Linked DNA regions of Mus musculus: region 2 is linked to region 1. Evidence: chromatin contacts called from public ChIA-PET data. All regions are on one chromosome and are shown on one strand. Each heading gives the region's core, a stretch centred on a gene start, on an enhancer-like site or on the middle of the called end of the contact. The rest is flanking DNA. Distances are from core to core; before and after follow the strand shown. Region 1 overlaps Rfx2 (regulatory factor X, 2 (influences HLA class II expression)). Region 2 overlaps Mllt1 (myeloid/lymphoid or mixed-lineage leukemia; translocated to, 1).

Region 1 (7,621 bases), core at 2,401-4,900:
ACCAAAAAGAGAGAAAAAGACACCACGTGCTCAGCCACAGACGGGGGTCTACATCACAGCTTGCAGGGACTGTGTAATGACAGGAGAGAGGGCAGAGAGGCTGGAGAGCCTGATGGGGCAGGACCAGAGCAGCCATAACGGGAGTCCAGCACCAGCATTAGCTCTGGGCTGTCAGGACAGGCTCAGGTCTGTCCTCTTCTGTTTTTGGTGACTCCATTCTTGGGTCTTTGTTAAGTCAATTTCCAAAAGAGGAGCTCGGGATCACTCTGGGGACATGGAATAAAATGTTCTGAGCGCTGGAAAGGCAAAAAGAGAGGCATGGGGATTCTTTTAAATATATTTGGGAAATGTTTGATTTGTTTGTTTTTGTGTTGAGATGGTGTCACGTAGCACAGGCTCAAACTCTCTATGTGGCCAAGGATGACCTTAAACATCTGACTCTCCTGCCTTCACCTCCCAAATGTGACTGGTGTGTGCACCATGCCCATCACATCTTCTTGCATTAACCATGTAAAAGCTTACATTTAAGATTTTACATAGCCAGGCATGGTGGCACATGTCTCTAATCCCAGCATCCAAGAGGCAGTGGGAGAGGGATCTCTGTGAGTTCGAGGCCAGTCTGGTCTACACAGTGAGTTCCAGGACAGCCAGGGCTATGTAGGGAGATCCATGGTCAACAGCAACAAAGCTAGCTGTGCTCAGGACTGGGGACCTGCCTGGCATGTGACACTCAGCACCACAGTGACACTATGGCTGACCTGAGACTGGCCAAATGCTTACTTGGAGCTGGAGGTCTCTGACCTGGCTTTTGTCTCCTCTCCTCCTAAAGGCCTGTTTGTGTTTTGTCGAGGTTGTCACAGGCAGCAGGACAACCTCGTGTCACCCCCAGGAGCCCTGCCGAGGGAGCTGGTGCTCAGCTCTGCTGCTGGTTTGGCCACTGCTTATGTTAAGGTCAGCAGTGAAGTGGGCACGGGAAGACAGCGGAGCATCCATTGGCAGACAAACAGCTGGGACTCCACAGTGGGACAGCATGGGACAGACCTGATGCTGATGGTGTCTTCCCACACTTACTCTCCATCCCAGGACCTTGTTCACCAGGAGCTGAGTGAAGGAACATCAGCACCCACCGCTCGTGTCATCACCAAAAGCTTTTGTAGGACCCATGATTGCCCAGTTGAGAAGGCAGCTAACACAAGGTCACAGAAGATTAGATGACAAACATGCTATGCAAAAAACATATGGGAAAAACAGGGAGATGGAGGAGGAGATGGGGAGGAGATGGGGAGGGGATGAAGGAAAAGTATGAACTCACAGGGAGATCATGAAATGTTCTGAAATTAGTGCTGATGGCCACATAACTTTGAATATACAAAAGTGTGGTAAGCAATATATTTTAAATGGGTGAACTCTGTGGATGTAAACTATAATTCAATAATCTTGTTTTTGCATACATTTGCATATGCATGTACTTTCATATCACAGCACACGTGTGAACATAGGAGGACAACGTGGGAACTGGTTCTCTACTCCCACCACACGGGTCCCAGATTGTACAAGGTAGTCATCTTAGTGGCAAGCACCATTAACCACTGAGACACTTTGCTGGTTGTGGTAAATTGCTTTTAAAAATGTATATGGGTCTCAGGTGCAGAGGCTCACATCTTTAATCCCAGCACTCAAGAGGCAAAGGCAGGAAAATTTTTATGAGTCTGAAGACAGCCTGGCCAACAGTGAGAGCTCCAGGACAACTTAGTGAGTCCCTGTCTTAAAAACACTGAAAAGGGCTTGGAGAGATGGCTCAGCGGGGTAAGAGCACCGACTGCTCAGAGGTCTTGAGTTCAATTCCCAGCAACCACATGGTGGCTCACAACCATCTGTAATGGGTTCTGATGCCCTCTTCTGGTGTGTCTGAAGACAGCGACAGTGTATTCATATAAATAAAATAATAAATCTTTTTTAAAAAACACTAAAAAATTAGTGGAGAGTAAATGCAGCTTTGAGCATGCTAGGCGAAGACTCCACCCACGGACCACGCCCCCAGTCCCTCACTGGGGGATTCCAGGCAGGGGCTCCACCCATGACCACGCCCCCTCATGAAACAACAACTAACCGACCTGTCCAAGCTGAAACAACAACTAACCGACCTGTCCAAGCTGGTCTTAACTTTCAATCCTCCTGCCTCAAACTCCCATTGTCTGGGGTGGTTGGCCTGTGCCACCAGGCCCAGCTCAACAGCTTTTCAACATAACAGCACTCCCGGACCTGTCTGTAAAATCCCGCGGGATCATAGCATCCAATAGGGCAGCTGGCTAAGGTGGTGCTTGTTGAAAGAAGAATAAAGTAATTAATCACGAACTGAAATGGAAGCAATGGCATCTGTGGGTTTTAATGCAGGTAATTATACTCACTGTAAAATCACCACAGCACAAAACAGTAACAGGCTTATTCATTCACTGTTAATTGCCTGGTTGTATTTCAAATGTTCTCTCAAAAATTAAATCATTTGACTGCACAGTAATTTTTATGTAAAGAGGTCCACAGGAGGTAGACAGAAGTTCAGGGTGGCAATGTATGCTTGTCACCCCGGCATCTGAAAGCAGAGAGAAGCGGGAAGATCACAAAACAAAATAAGGACTAGCAAGATGGCTCAGAGAAAGGGCTTGCTGCTGAGTCTGGTGGTCTGAGTTCAATCCCAGGGACCCACACAGTAGAAGAGAGAACGGATCCCCATAAATTGTCCTCTGACCTCTGCACATGTGCACACACACACACACAAAAGTAAATAAATGTAATAAAAAATTTAAAGGTTAGCTTTATGTTATATGGATTTTTATTTCCATTTATTTATAAAAATAAATTTTATAAAAGGATAAGTGTTGAGGAATACCTAGTCAGAACAAAAGGCGCACCTGGTGCAGGGTGGCTGTTTTCCTCAGAGAAAGGACATCGCTTGTGATCAAGTGACAATTGGGCGGGTGCAAAACCTCAGAGGCAAAATCCTTGTGACCTTTGCAGCAATGGACTTGGGGACCAAACAAGTCAAGAGGCTTTGCAGGGATGGTCCCACAGGAGGGGGGAGGTAGGAGGGAGGGATGATTTAGAAAGGCTGGGCTTATGCTGCCAACACTTGCCTCTGCAAGGCCCATAAATAGACCAGCCCAAGGGGGATGAATGGGGAGCAGAGAGCGGGAGGCTGGCATTGCACAACACAAAGTCCGAAACAAGATGAGGCTGGGGTTTGGGAACCTAGACAAAGGCAGCCAAGAGAACGTGGGAGCAGCAGGGTGTGAAACTGGTAGTTTCTAAAAGATCTTACAAGTTTCTGGAAGAAGATTCTAAAAGTTTCTAGAACATTAATTGGGAGGTCAAAGGAAAGCTATTTGGGATCAGTGTCTCAGAATCATACTGTATTATCAAAAAATTATCAACTGTATTTTAAAATACGAGGGAAGTTGACATTAGGGCAAATAATCTCATTCAGGGTGAGGTCTTGCTTGGGTTTCTGTTTCGAACTGTTTGTTTAAAGTGCAAGAAGGCAAACTACAGCAGAAACCACAGAACTCGTGTGAGGTTCCGGAGTAGAGCCCTGTATTCAGGCAGCAGGACACAGATGCCATTGGTGGTTCACGGTACATGACAGGACACTGTGGGCAGGGTGGTCTGTAGGCTGTGTGTAGACTGCACTAACTGGAGAGGAGCACCTGCCTTGGTGGTGTCTGTGGGAGACACACACCCACCCCTCGGAGGGACTTGGAGGGCCAGGAAGCCTGGCTGCTCCATGAGCCCTGGCGTAGTCAAGGCAACAAGCACAGACTTGTGGCTATGGAACCAGCCTGGCAGGGCACATGGGTGCAGCTCCTGGTGAGGAATGTGGCTGCATCAGCACAGGGGAACGTGAGTGGGTGGGGTGGACCTGACACAGCGACATGGGCTCCAGGAGGCGCCTCAAGGGGCTCAAGAACCATCTCTGGTGCCTTCAGGATTCAAGGTGGCATTGAAGTATATGTGTTGCTGGGGAGGGCCTGTTACCTAGCATTCTGGAACACTTACAAGATTGCAAATTGGTTGGGCCGGGAGGCAATGAACAGGGAAAGGAGGAGAGGGCAGTGTGCATGCTCACTCGTGGTGGGCATGGAAGTGGTACTGAGGCCACAGCTTCTTCTTCTTTTTTTTTTTTTTTTTGGTTTTTCAAGACAGGGTTTCTCTGTATAGCCCTGGCTGTCCTGGAACTCACTCTGTAGACCAGGCTGGCCTGGAACTCAGAAATCCACCTGCCTCTCTGCCTCCTGAGTGCTGGGATTAAAGGTGTGCGCCACCACCCCCATCGAGGCCACAGCTTCTTAAGCAAAGGTGCAGCCTCAGGCAAGGACAATAAGAGTCACCGTCATCTGCACTGCAAGGACAGTAGAAGGCAGTCACAGTCAAGAAGCCTCAGAACCAGCTGCTTCCTTTTGACACGGGCAGTGCCACAACCTGCCTCCTAGCCCAGAGCTGCTGGGCATCCTAGGACACACCTACATAGCGGAAACTTAGGCAGCAAGGAAAAAGAAGCATTGGCAGCAGAGCCAGAAGGAAACAGATGGTGGGTGGGGAGGCTGCTGAGGGCTGCTCGATGCGTGCAGAAGCACAAAGGTAAGTATTAGCTCAGCCATGGACTCCAGTTACCACTCCAAGGACATAAGGACAGTGGCTCAGAGAAAGACCCAGACACCAAAAGGCCACACAGGGTGTGGGGCTCGGTGACAGATGTCCAGAGTAGGGAAACTCAGATACTGGAAGTGGATTCATGGGCGCTGTTCAGGAGAGGAGGTTTCGTTGAGAGCGATGGACTGTTTGGGAATTAAATAGAGGAAATGCTTACACAACCTTGTGAATGTATCCAAAGCCCCTCAACTACCTGTACATAAAGAGTGAATTTAAGTCAAGGTCTCTGGGCTGGGGAGGGGACATGAGTGGGCAGAGAGCTTGCCCAGCACCCCTTAACTGTGGTGGCTCATGCCAGTTATCCCAGCACTCAGGAGGCAGAGGCAGGAGGGTCAGGGGTTCAAGGTCAGCCTCAGTTACATAGGGACTTTGAAGCCAGCCTGGAACACAGGAGACCTGTTCAAGGTGAAGGAGGGGAAGGGGAAGGGAGGAGGAGGGAAGGAAGAGGAGGTGGGCAAGGGGGAGAGTGAGGGGGTATGGGGGATGCTTCTCTTGGGATGTGGCTCAGGAGTTAAGGTAGTCCAGGAAAGCTGATACAAGCTTCTGATCCCATAGCCAGACCATGGAATGACGGCCACCGTACAAATCTGGCCAATTGCTGCTTGGTTTTGCATTATCTACTAGCTACTGAGGGTTTTCATTTTTCTTTTTTCAAGTGTTTGGAAGGCATCAAAAATGAAAATATTTTGTGACAAGAGAGTGCTCAGGGGTAAAGGTGATTGCTGCTAAGCCTAAGACCTGAGTTCCAGCCCTGGGTCCTACATGACTGAGGTGATGGGAGAGACCCTACTGCCACACAAACACAAAAATAAATTTAAAAGTGAAGTATAATCTCAATAAACAAAGGACAAAGATGTAATAAATAAAATTGCAACACTGGGGATTTTCCTTCCAACTTCCTTTTTCTAGAAGTCAAAAGGAAATTTTCCCCGGCTTAGGGATGGATGGATGTTTGGATGTGAGGACAGACAGATGGCAGGGCTGCTCTACCTGCTGAAGGTCTGCATTTGTCCCACACTGTTTTAAACACACCGAAATCTCTGGAAACTTCCAAATAAGACCAAGAGCCGAATCTGAGCACTGCCATGGTTCAAACAGAACTGAGCTCGTAAGTCTTCCACTGTATATTCAGCCCTTCAAAAGGAGGCAGGCTGCACTTCCGTTCTAGGACCTCACATCTGGGCAACTTTCTGGAAGAACAACTCACAATTTTGACCAAGCCACAGGGCTTGAAGATGCCTAGCTGCCTAGGCATGTGCATGGTGCAGGTGTAGCAGCGGACTCAGCATCAACAGGCGCCTGCCACCAGGTCTCATAGAGCGGGTTCGATCCCCCATCCTCAGAGTGGAAGACAGGGTCCCTGACTCCCCTTGTCCACTAGCCTCTGGTATGAATGTGCATTTGAGGTACTGTCCTCCTGACATACTAAGTGTGCTAGGAGAGCCTGGAAGCCGAGTGGGGCAAAGCCTCTAGCTGCCCTGGTGCCCAGGAAGGAAAGGAAAGCGGGTTAGGTAGTGTGAAGGCTGGGCTGATTCCATGACAGGCTTCAACTTGGCAGTTAAAGAGACTAGGCCTAAAAACTCAGGCTTCAGGTAGCTAGTCAGAAACTGCCCCACCATCTGGCCTGAAACAAGGGCAATGGGTCAGCAGTTTCCAGACAGCCCCAACACCCCAGTAATGGAATGTCCTTAGAGATAGCTTAAGACACAGCCTACCTACCCCAGGATTCCTTGGCAACAGTTTCCAGCCACCACGCCCTGACTGGTTCTGGAATGCCTAAAGATAGTCAGACAAAGCACACCTTAGGATTCCTCTAAGGTGCGAACTCACTTCAGAGTCTCTCTTTCTTGGTAATGGGGAGACCCCAGCATGCTGGACTTCTGCAGAATAAAACACTCTCTGTGTTTACATACTGTTTGAGTCTGGAGCCTGGAGCATCATTCTTCAGTGAATCATGGACCCTAACAGTAGAAGGGTTGGTTCCAGACCAGAAGTCGTCAGCTGAGCAGGAGACTCTTTTCCTGATCGGACATTGCCAGGGTGCCATGTTTGGCCAACACCACTAAGTTAAGTTAGGGTAGAAGTATGATTCAGGCTAGGAGTATGGCTTGACTCTTGCTGAGCTTCACAGCTCGAGGCAGCCTGCAAGTAACATACACTCCTGTTCACACACCACACACTCCTGTTGCTTAGGCTGGGTGCTCACAGGGGTTGATGCTAGTGCGCAGGGGTTGCTTCCATGAGACTCTCTCTCCAGCACCATCCTTAGCTTTCCATATGGTGAAACACAGTCACCCAGTTAACTTCAGGGATGGCAGCTGATTGAGCCCATAAATATCTCCTGAATGAACACTGGCTTCAGAAAACTGGACAGAAACAAAGGCCCCAAGGAGTTTTCTCAAATCAGAAGTCACCCAGTGTTTGACCTTCCTGTGAACATGAAATTCCAACAGGTTTCTGGGAGTTGCATCCCAGAGAGGCAGGAAGGACCAGTGGAGACATCATGAAACAGGCACATATTTCTACAAACTTCCAAGACCTTAGCCCACAGCCCACCTCTTGGACACAGAGTATCTGGATAGTGTGGGACGTTTCTCAGAGGTAAACAGCTTGCAGGGAACAAGACAGCAGGATTGGGAGGAGCCTGACTAACAAGGGCTTCATGTGTTGGCCAGTGACTTCCACAGTGAGTCAGACCAAGGCCACAAGCCCGCTGTCTTGTCTTTCTAGGACACAGTCCCTTCCTTTCCTGGGGTTTGTCTGCTTTGACCATTCCTGTTTTCTTGGTCTTCAGTCCTAGAAGTTACTTCCTCCCATGCCACCTCAGCCTCTTTCAGCTTCTTCAACCTCAGAGGCCTTGGTTCAATGTGAGCCAATGTCCAGAGGTGGAAACAGCTGCAGAGTACATGGATGGATG
Region 2 (7,621 bases), core at 3,673-6,172, 94 kb after region 1:
GCACCAGACACACACATGATACACAGATATACACACAGGCAAAACTCATACACATGAAATTTTTAAAAAAAATCTTTCAAAAAGAGAAGAATGAATCACTTAACGCAGGCACAGGGTACACGAATGAGGACAGCTTAGTCATCCTTGGCCACACAGAACTTGAAGACAGCCAGGGTGCACAAAACTCTGACCCAAAATAAAGCCGACAACCAGATGGAAGGACTGATGGTCACCGAGGGAAACTCTTGACAACAGGGCAGTAAGGACAGCCACAGGTGCTGCAGTATGCATAGCTTAGGTGGGGTAATTGTACACTGGGAATCCCGCAATAAAGAGTAGAGACAGTGCACCTATGTAAGGATTGGGAGCCAGGAGCAGCCCAGATACTGCTTGCCCCGATAAACTGGAGCCCAGTTTACACTGGCATCTGCCACCAAGCCAGGCCCAGACCCACACACAGTAGAGCCAGAGCTGGGGACTGGAACAAATGAGCAGTTGCCAGGATGATTTCTACTGGCTATGTTTGGGGGACTCAGGGATAGACTTATGCACCTAACAAGTGGGCCTGTATATAATGTGCAACTGTAATGGGTATGTGACTCCATGGGGGGACTGTGGTAGGCCACTGCAGGTCTATGGACAGTGTCCTTGCTGGACTCAGGAGACCTGAGGACAGATGGGACCAATGCTACCTATCCTCACAGCCAGACCAGCCAGCCTTCCAGGTGCATAGTCCTAAACCAAGGAGACTCACTAGGCTACCATGTGGCTGGCAGCAAGGGATGACTGTCTCAGAACCCACCACAAAAATCAATGTGGCCGTGAGAGAGTCCCTAAGAGGAGCATGCACAGTGACAGGGCAGGGTTCAGCAACAGCACAGGAAGATGCAGTGGGACCTTAGGAAGAAGAGAGAACAGCAGCTTTCTGTCGGGGAACCTCACAGCAGGCTAAAACCATGTGACACACTCCTCAGCAAGCAGAGACTCAAACAAAAAGACAGCAGGGAGCTGTGCCAGGAGGCAGCTCCTGTCTTTTCAGTGTGCAGGGGGCTGAGGCAGAAGGGCTAGCCTGGGCTTCGAGACCCTGACTCAGAAAGTACATAGAGACAAAAGATGGCATGGAATAATTCAGTACAAACTGGCCTGTCTGATGACAGCAGCTTCTGTAATCAGCATGTGGCAGACTAGGCAAACCAGCCAGGTGGCAGCATCGCAGTTACAAGCACTCAGGTGACCCAGTGTGATGGTTTGTATATTCTTGGACCAGGGAGTGGCACCATTTGGAGTGTGGCCTTGTTGGAATAGGTGTGACCTGTTTGGAGTAGGTGTGTCACTGTGGGTGTGGGCTTAATATTCTCACCCTAGGTGCCTGGAAGTCAGTCTTCCACTAGCAGCCTTTGGATGAAGATGTAGAACTCTCAGCTCCTCCTGTGCCATGCCTGCCTAGATGCTGCCATGCTCCCACCTTAATGATAATGAACTGAACCTCTGAACCTGTAAGCCAGCCCCAATTAAATGTCGTTTTTTTTTATAAGACTTGCTTTGGTCATGGTGTCTGTTAACTAAGACTCCCAGCAACAGACTTCTGATCTCTACAAGTTCTGTACATATGGTGCACACATGTATATGCTACACACACACTTGCACATGAAGTAAAATACACAGCTTCTTAAAACAAAACACACAAACTAACCAAATCACAGACAACTGGAAAATGCTAGCATGGAAGAGGGTAAAGTGTTCATTCTATAAGCACAAAAAGTCAAGTATAGCTCTCTAGTTCCTGTGTGAGCTAGGAGTGGTGGTACATGCCTGTAACCCCAGCCTTGGAGAAGTACAGACAGGAGGGCCCCAGGGGCTTGTCCCTTCAGCCTGTCCAGCCACCAGTGAGATCCAGGTTTGGTAAAAGACCTTGTGTCAAAAATTAAGGTACAAGGAGGCTGGAGAGGTGGCTCAGTAGTTGTGAGCACTGATTGCTCTTCTAGAGGTCTCATGTTCAATTCCCAGTACTCACATGGTGGCTCACAACATTTGTAACTCTAGTTCCAGGGATCTGATGCCCTCTTCTGGTCTCTGCAAGCATCAGGCATGCACATGGACATACATGTAGGCAAAACACCCATACATATAAAAATAAAAAAAAAATTTAAAGAAACCAAATCCTACTTTAAAAAGATAGAGTAAAATAATTTTTTAAAATGTGGGCCAAGATTAAGGAAGATACTTGATACTGACCTCTGGGCCTCCACAGACACGTACATGGACACATGCTAATACACACACGTACTCATGCATGACAGGACAGACACAGCACACCAAATAAATGCTAAGAGAATGCTAAAGGGACACGGAATAGCGGGCGCCAACAGACGAATCATTGAGAGAAGGAAGCATCTTCCTACTCACAAGCAGATTCCAGAAGAGAGCTGTGGCTCAGCAGGTGAGAGCAGCAGCCACTTCTCAGGAGCCACAACCATCAACCTCTAGTCCCAGGGGAGCTGATGCCCTCTTCTGTCCACCTTGGGCACCAGGCACACATGTGGTACACAGACAGATATGCAGGCAAACAATTAAACACACCAAATAAATCTTTTCAACAAAGTAACTTTTTCTACAAAAAAGTAGAGATTCTGAACAAATCCACCACAAGCAAGAGACTCAAGCAGCCATCAGGACTCCATGGAAACATCAGGCAAGAGACTCATGCAGCCATCAGGACTCCATGGAAACATCAGGCAGTGGTAATACCTGCACCTCAGAACTGTGCAGACTGAGGTGGGAGAATGGCAGATTCTAGACCTGCCACAGACAGACAGGACTCTTGGACACAAAGCTTCCCCTGGCACAACCTTGTGAACATGCAGAAACAATAGCCTGTCCCACTGAGCTCAGCAGGATAGGAAGAAGGGTGGCATTCTCCAAAACTATCTGTATGGTGGCAATCAACCCATACAGACACCAGAGACACCATAGGTAGCCAGTGACTGACAATGCCTAAGAACACAGATGCAAACACTGTGGTGAACCATTGGGAGGGTGGATCCAATACCTGTGAAGATGGTACAGACCACACACCAGGGTTAAACCAGGGGTGCGAGGCAGAGCACAGAGCCACCTGGAGTGTAGCACTGCTAACAGGAAGGGAGCAGCCACATGGTCTTTCTTGACAGTGGCAGAAAAAAAAGGCTTTGACAAAATTAAATACCTCATCATAGAAGAAAATCCCACTGAAAGCTAGGGGCGTGTGTGACATACAAAAGGTCTGTGCTCAGTCCCTGCCTCTCCGAGGAGAGAGCATCTAAAAGTCTTATCATCTCCTCATGGTCAGGAGCCACAGCTTCCATGGAACCTCTGGTCCTAAGCCTACACCCCTGACACAGAAGCTGCTCAGATCCTTGTAATCTTGATCGGATTGGCAGTGCACTGCAGGCTACACTTACAGAAGCTGTGCATACTGTGTAGGATAATGTGTATGAACCCTAAGCTATGCTGTGGGAGTAAAGTTTTTGGGTTTGTTTTGTTTTTTATTTTGTTTTTCCAAAGTAGGCTTCCTTAACCCAACAGTGGGCATTTACAAAAGATTTATAACCAATAGAAACTTCCCCTAAAAACAGGAGGGAGGTGAGGATACACCAATACTGAAGTACTTATCAAAGCAATGATGCAAGAAGCCCAAGCAAGGTGTTGAATCGGGAAAGGGAAACAAGCTAACTGCAGATAATGTGAGGGACACATGGAAAACCACCCCAGCACACACATAAACAAACTAAACCTATATTACTAATAAATCCACTGAAGCTTCAGATGTGAAGTTCTGAGAGCTCAGCTAAGTGTCACCATGATGAGATCTAGAGTTACCTGGAAGACATGATTCTGTGAGGACTACCTTGACTAGGTTAACTGAAGTGAGATCTGTCCACTGTGGGAGGCACCATTCCCTGGGCTGAGACTCTGGGCTATACATTTTAAAATAAATAAATGGTTCAGCAAGATGGTTAAACAGGTAAAGAAACATGCTTACTGCCAAGCCCCAGGACCCACATGGTGAATATGAGAACGGATTCCCATGTGTTCTTCTCTGGCCTCCAGATACACAAAATAAATAAGTATAATAAAACATACATATACAAAAATAAAGCTGGAGAGGCAGGCGGATTTCTGAGTTCGAGGCCAGCCTGGTCTACAGAGTGAGTTCTAGGACAGCCAGGGCTACACATAGAAACCCTGTCTCGGAAGAAAAAAAAAAAAAAAAAGAAAAAGCTGGGCACAATGGTACAAGCAACTGATCCCAGCACTCCAGAGGCAGACAGATCTCAGTGAATGAAGGTCAGCCTGGTGTGAGTTCCAGGCCAATCATGGCTATATAGTATGTCTCAAACGTCACACAAAAGTAAAACCACACTGGCCCTGGAGGGTCGGGACTCTATAGCAGAACACATTCCCAGCATGTGTGAAGCCCAGGCTCTGTCTCCTGCACCAAACTAGCCCACAACTACTAGTGTAAACCTCAGGGTTGGCCTCCGGTGGCAACTGATAACAGTCAATGTGCAAAAAAAGAAAAACCAGATTACCAAATTTCATAAAAATGTGAGATCTTTGTACATAAAAAGACACCACAAGTAAGAAAACAACTGTAGATGGAAGTAGGGCACCTGCTGTTCACACTTAGCCAGAGTTTACTATCCAAAGTACACAAAGAACTTCTACCACACTGCACAGCAACAGCAACTGAGTGGAGTGTATTATCTGAAGAAGTTATCTGTGACTAGTGAGCTGTCAGAAGATGCTGGGCCAACATGGCCAAATAAACAAAGGCAAGAACCTCAACTAGAAAATCCACCCATCCTTTGACCTGGCCATGCTTTAAACAGAGTAGGTGTGGCTGAAGTCAAACACAGGAAGTCCCACCACAGTGAAAGCAAAATGGTGCAGCCACCACAGGACATGAGGAGCTGTTCAGAAAGTGAAACTAAACCTGACTCCTCCCAGGACCCTTACTCTTTTCAGTCCCCCCAACTCCTCCCAGCACCCCCTTCTCCAATGCCTCTTACTCTTCTCAGTATTCCTCATACTCTTCCCAGGCCCCTCCTAATTCTTCCACTGCATCTACCAGAACAAACAATGCCATACACACATGTAGTGCTGGCTGCCATGGTCAGTGCATTTTCAACAGCAGAGTGAAAGTGGGGAGGAACAGGGGGTCCCATCTCTGTAACTTCTGCAGGACAGCCTGCTGCCTGCGGCATGTGGCTCATCTACATTCTGACAGCAGGCTGTTTAAAGTAGCCTCTGAGAGTATGTGAAGTGTAGAAGAAAGGCAGGGATGGGCTTCCAGTGTGGCTTTGCTGGTGCTCAGCAAGGACAGCAAAAGCAAACAGCCAAGGTGCTGTGTACATCTTGGTAAACACTATTAGGCTCAAGCCTGGTTCAGGCTGAGCAAGGCTGGATGCTCAGCTACCACTCTGATGTCCACAATCAACAGAGAACATTAAATCAGGGGTCTTTAAAGAAGCATATACAAGGGCACCCAATGGCCAGGCACTAAAACGTTGGTATGAAAAACCAGAAGGAAGCGGCTCCTGATCTCCCCTGAGAGTGACCATTCAGTCTCTAAGCCAGAGCTGGCCCTGAATGACACAAATGCAACCTACAGCATGAGTGCAAAAGTGACCCAAGCAGGCATGAAGACACACTCATCCATGTTGACATATGCAAACGTGCAAACACCTCCATGTACATACATACAAGCACTCATGTGTCCACACAAATACAAACACACATACAAATAAATGTCAAGGTTTTTAATTTGTTTTGTTTTGTTTTATTTTATTTTTCAAGACAGGGTTTCTCTGTGTAGCTCTGGCTGTCCTCGAACTCAGAAATCTCTCTGCCTCTACCTCCCAAGTGCTGGGATTAAAGGGATGTGCCACCACTGGCCGGCAAATGTCAAGTTTTTTAAAAAGAAGGCAACTCCTTCTTTTTAAATACCAATTCCTTTATAGACAAGGCTTCCTAGACTCAAGGTAACCATCCAGCTGCAAGGGCAGCTCAGCCTATCAGAAAACAGGCCCTGGGGTCTTGGCAAGCTCCTCACTGCCTGGATACAGACCTACCTACCATGCTTTACAAGAAGCCAGGCACATCACAACGAGCCTTCCTCCAGCTACAGCCTGCAGAGGCCCTGGACTTCCTCTGTATGGGTCCAGGTGGCTGGGAAGAAGGGAGACTCTAAGACCACTCACAGACAGACACTTGTGAACAGATGTGTTTAGAATGCCCTTGCCTCCTCCCCTCTGATAACCTTCTAAGGTCACAGACTCTAATCACTTCACAGACTGAACCGAAGACCCTGAGAGGTCACCTGTTCACTCTGACAGCAGCAGCTCCTAAGATCTGAGCATGGTATGTCATTTAGAGCCTATGCTCTTTCTGCTGTTGCTGAGACAGGGACGCCTCTGTAACCCTGCCTGGCCTGACTCCTGCTGCCTCCAGACACTGGATGACCTATGCCTCTTAGTCTCTCTCCCTGTTCTGATGATATCCCTTATCTGACAGTAATGCATATCTGATATCAGATAAGTACATGGCATAAGCAGTTCAACACAGGTAGCACTGCACACACCAGGGGTATGGTGGCATGCCTCCAGTGTGTCATCTGGATGTCACCCAGAGCAAGATCCAAGTACCCACAAATGACCTCTCTCCCTGTATCTGTAGCCTGAGTGATGAGGAGACAAGACCTTGTTTGACACAGGCACCACTGGTGTGATCAGTGCTTGGGCTCCTCCCTCCAGGGGACTGACTCCCAGCTCCCTAAGAGACACAATTCCCTGAGAGTGTATGCACAGGTCAGGAAGCCATCGTACAGATGTCCAGTATGACTCAGAAAACACTCATATCCTCAGCAAGAGAATCTCACCACATGAGAGACCCTGCGATGAGACAGGTAAGAGCCAAGAACCGCCTCAGAAGGAAATGTGGGGACAGGGCACTGTCCATGGTCAGCAGCCCAGAGCAACAAGAAGTCCATGACAACATCTGACCTGCAGCTCACATGAAGCCCTTGGGATCCCTGAAGAGTGTGCACAGAACCTCAACCACCTGGCTTGCAAGTTCCTGAGGCACCAGTGCAATCCCTCTCCCCTAGGACAAGACATAGGACAGAGTCTCAAAACCTTGGGCAGAGTTGCCTCACTGGTGTGGCTGTTGGGTAAAGCAGACTACCTGACCTGTGCACAGCCACCTTGGGCTCCTGGCCCAGAGATCATGGTGGTAAATGAGCAGCCATGCTTCATCACACCCAAGGGCTGCTGGAAACCACAGAGTCCCCCTTGAGCAAGGATGAAGAGCAGAGGCTAAGCACACAGTGCAACCCACCCACCTAATCCTTTTAACACAAGTGAGCAGCCAGGTGAGGGCACTGAAATGTGCTGTGGCATAGCCCAGTGGCCCTGGCCCATGCAACTAAGAAACACCAGGAGTGTGACTCTCCCTTTAAATGGTGCCTGGCACAAGGTCTGCCCAAGATGCCAGGACATGGATGACAGCTCCACCCAGGATGTGCCTCAGTATGAGACAGGAACAGGGGGAAAGAGCCTCCACCCAGGCTACTATGCAGGTT

The links. ChIA-PET counts read pairs in DNA pulled down with a chosen protein or histone mark.
Region 2: an RNA polymerase II ChIA-PET map of memory CD8 T cells shows a contact between it and region 1, with 92 read pairs. The contact joins two enhancer-like sites. A contact is called at or near these places in 7 of 484 Hi-C or Micro-C datasets (bone marrow-derived macrophages, differentiating embryonic stem cells, embryonic stem cells and 1 more), 5 of 115 datasets of contacts at active chromatin or transcription factors (embryonic stem cells, epiblast stem cells, large pre-B cells and 1 more) and 2 of 9 other capture datasets (adipose tissue and embryonic stem cells).

The regions. Positions count from the first base shown.
Region 1 is chr17:56,816,166-56,823,786 of GRCm38.p6, forward strand. The region is part of intron 1 of Rfx2 (regulatory factor X, 2 (influences HLA class II expression)); the gene reads right to left. Among named protein-coding and RNA genes, the nearest start is that of Rfx2, 11 kb to the right of the region's middle. Within about 2 kb of position 3,651, at least 170 of the 459 cell types and tissues checked have an H3K27ac peak or open chromatin away from gene starts, as enhancers often do. A contact at or near this core is called in memory CD8 T cells, where this site is marked.
Region 2 is chr17:56,908,754-56,916,374 of GRCm38.p6, forward strand. The region is part of intron 3 of Mllt1 (myeloid/lymphoid or mixed-lineage leukemia; translocated to, 1); the gene reads right to left. Among named protein-coding and RNA genes, the nearest start is that of Mllt1, 23 kb to the right of the region's middle. Within about 2 kb of position 4,923, at least 28 of the 459 cell types and tissues checked have an H3K27ac peak or open chromatin away from gene starts, as enhancers often do. A contact at or near this core is called in memory CD8 T cells, where this site is marked.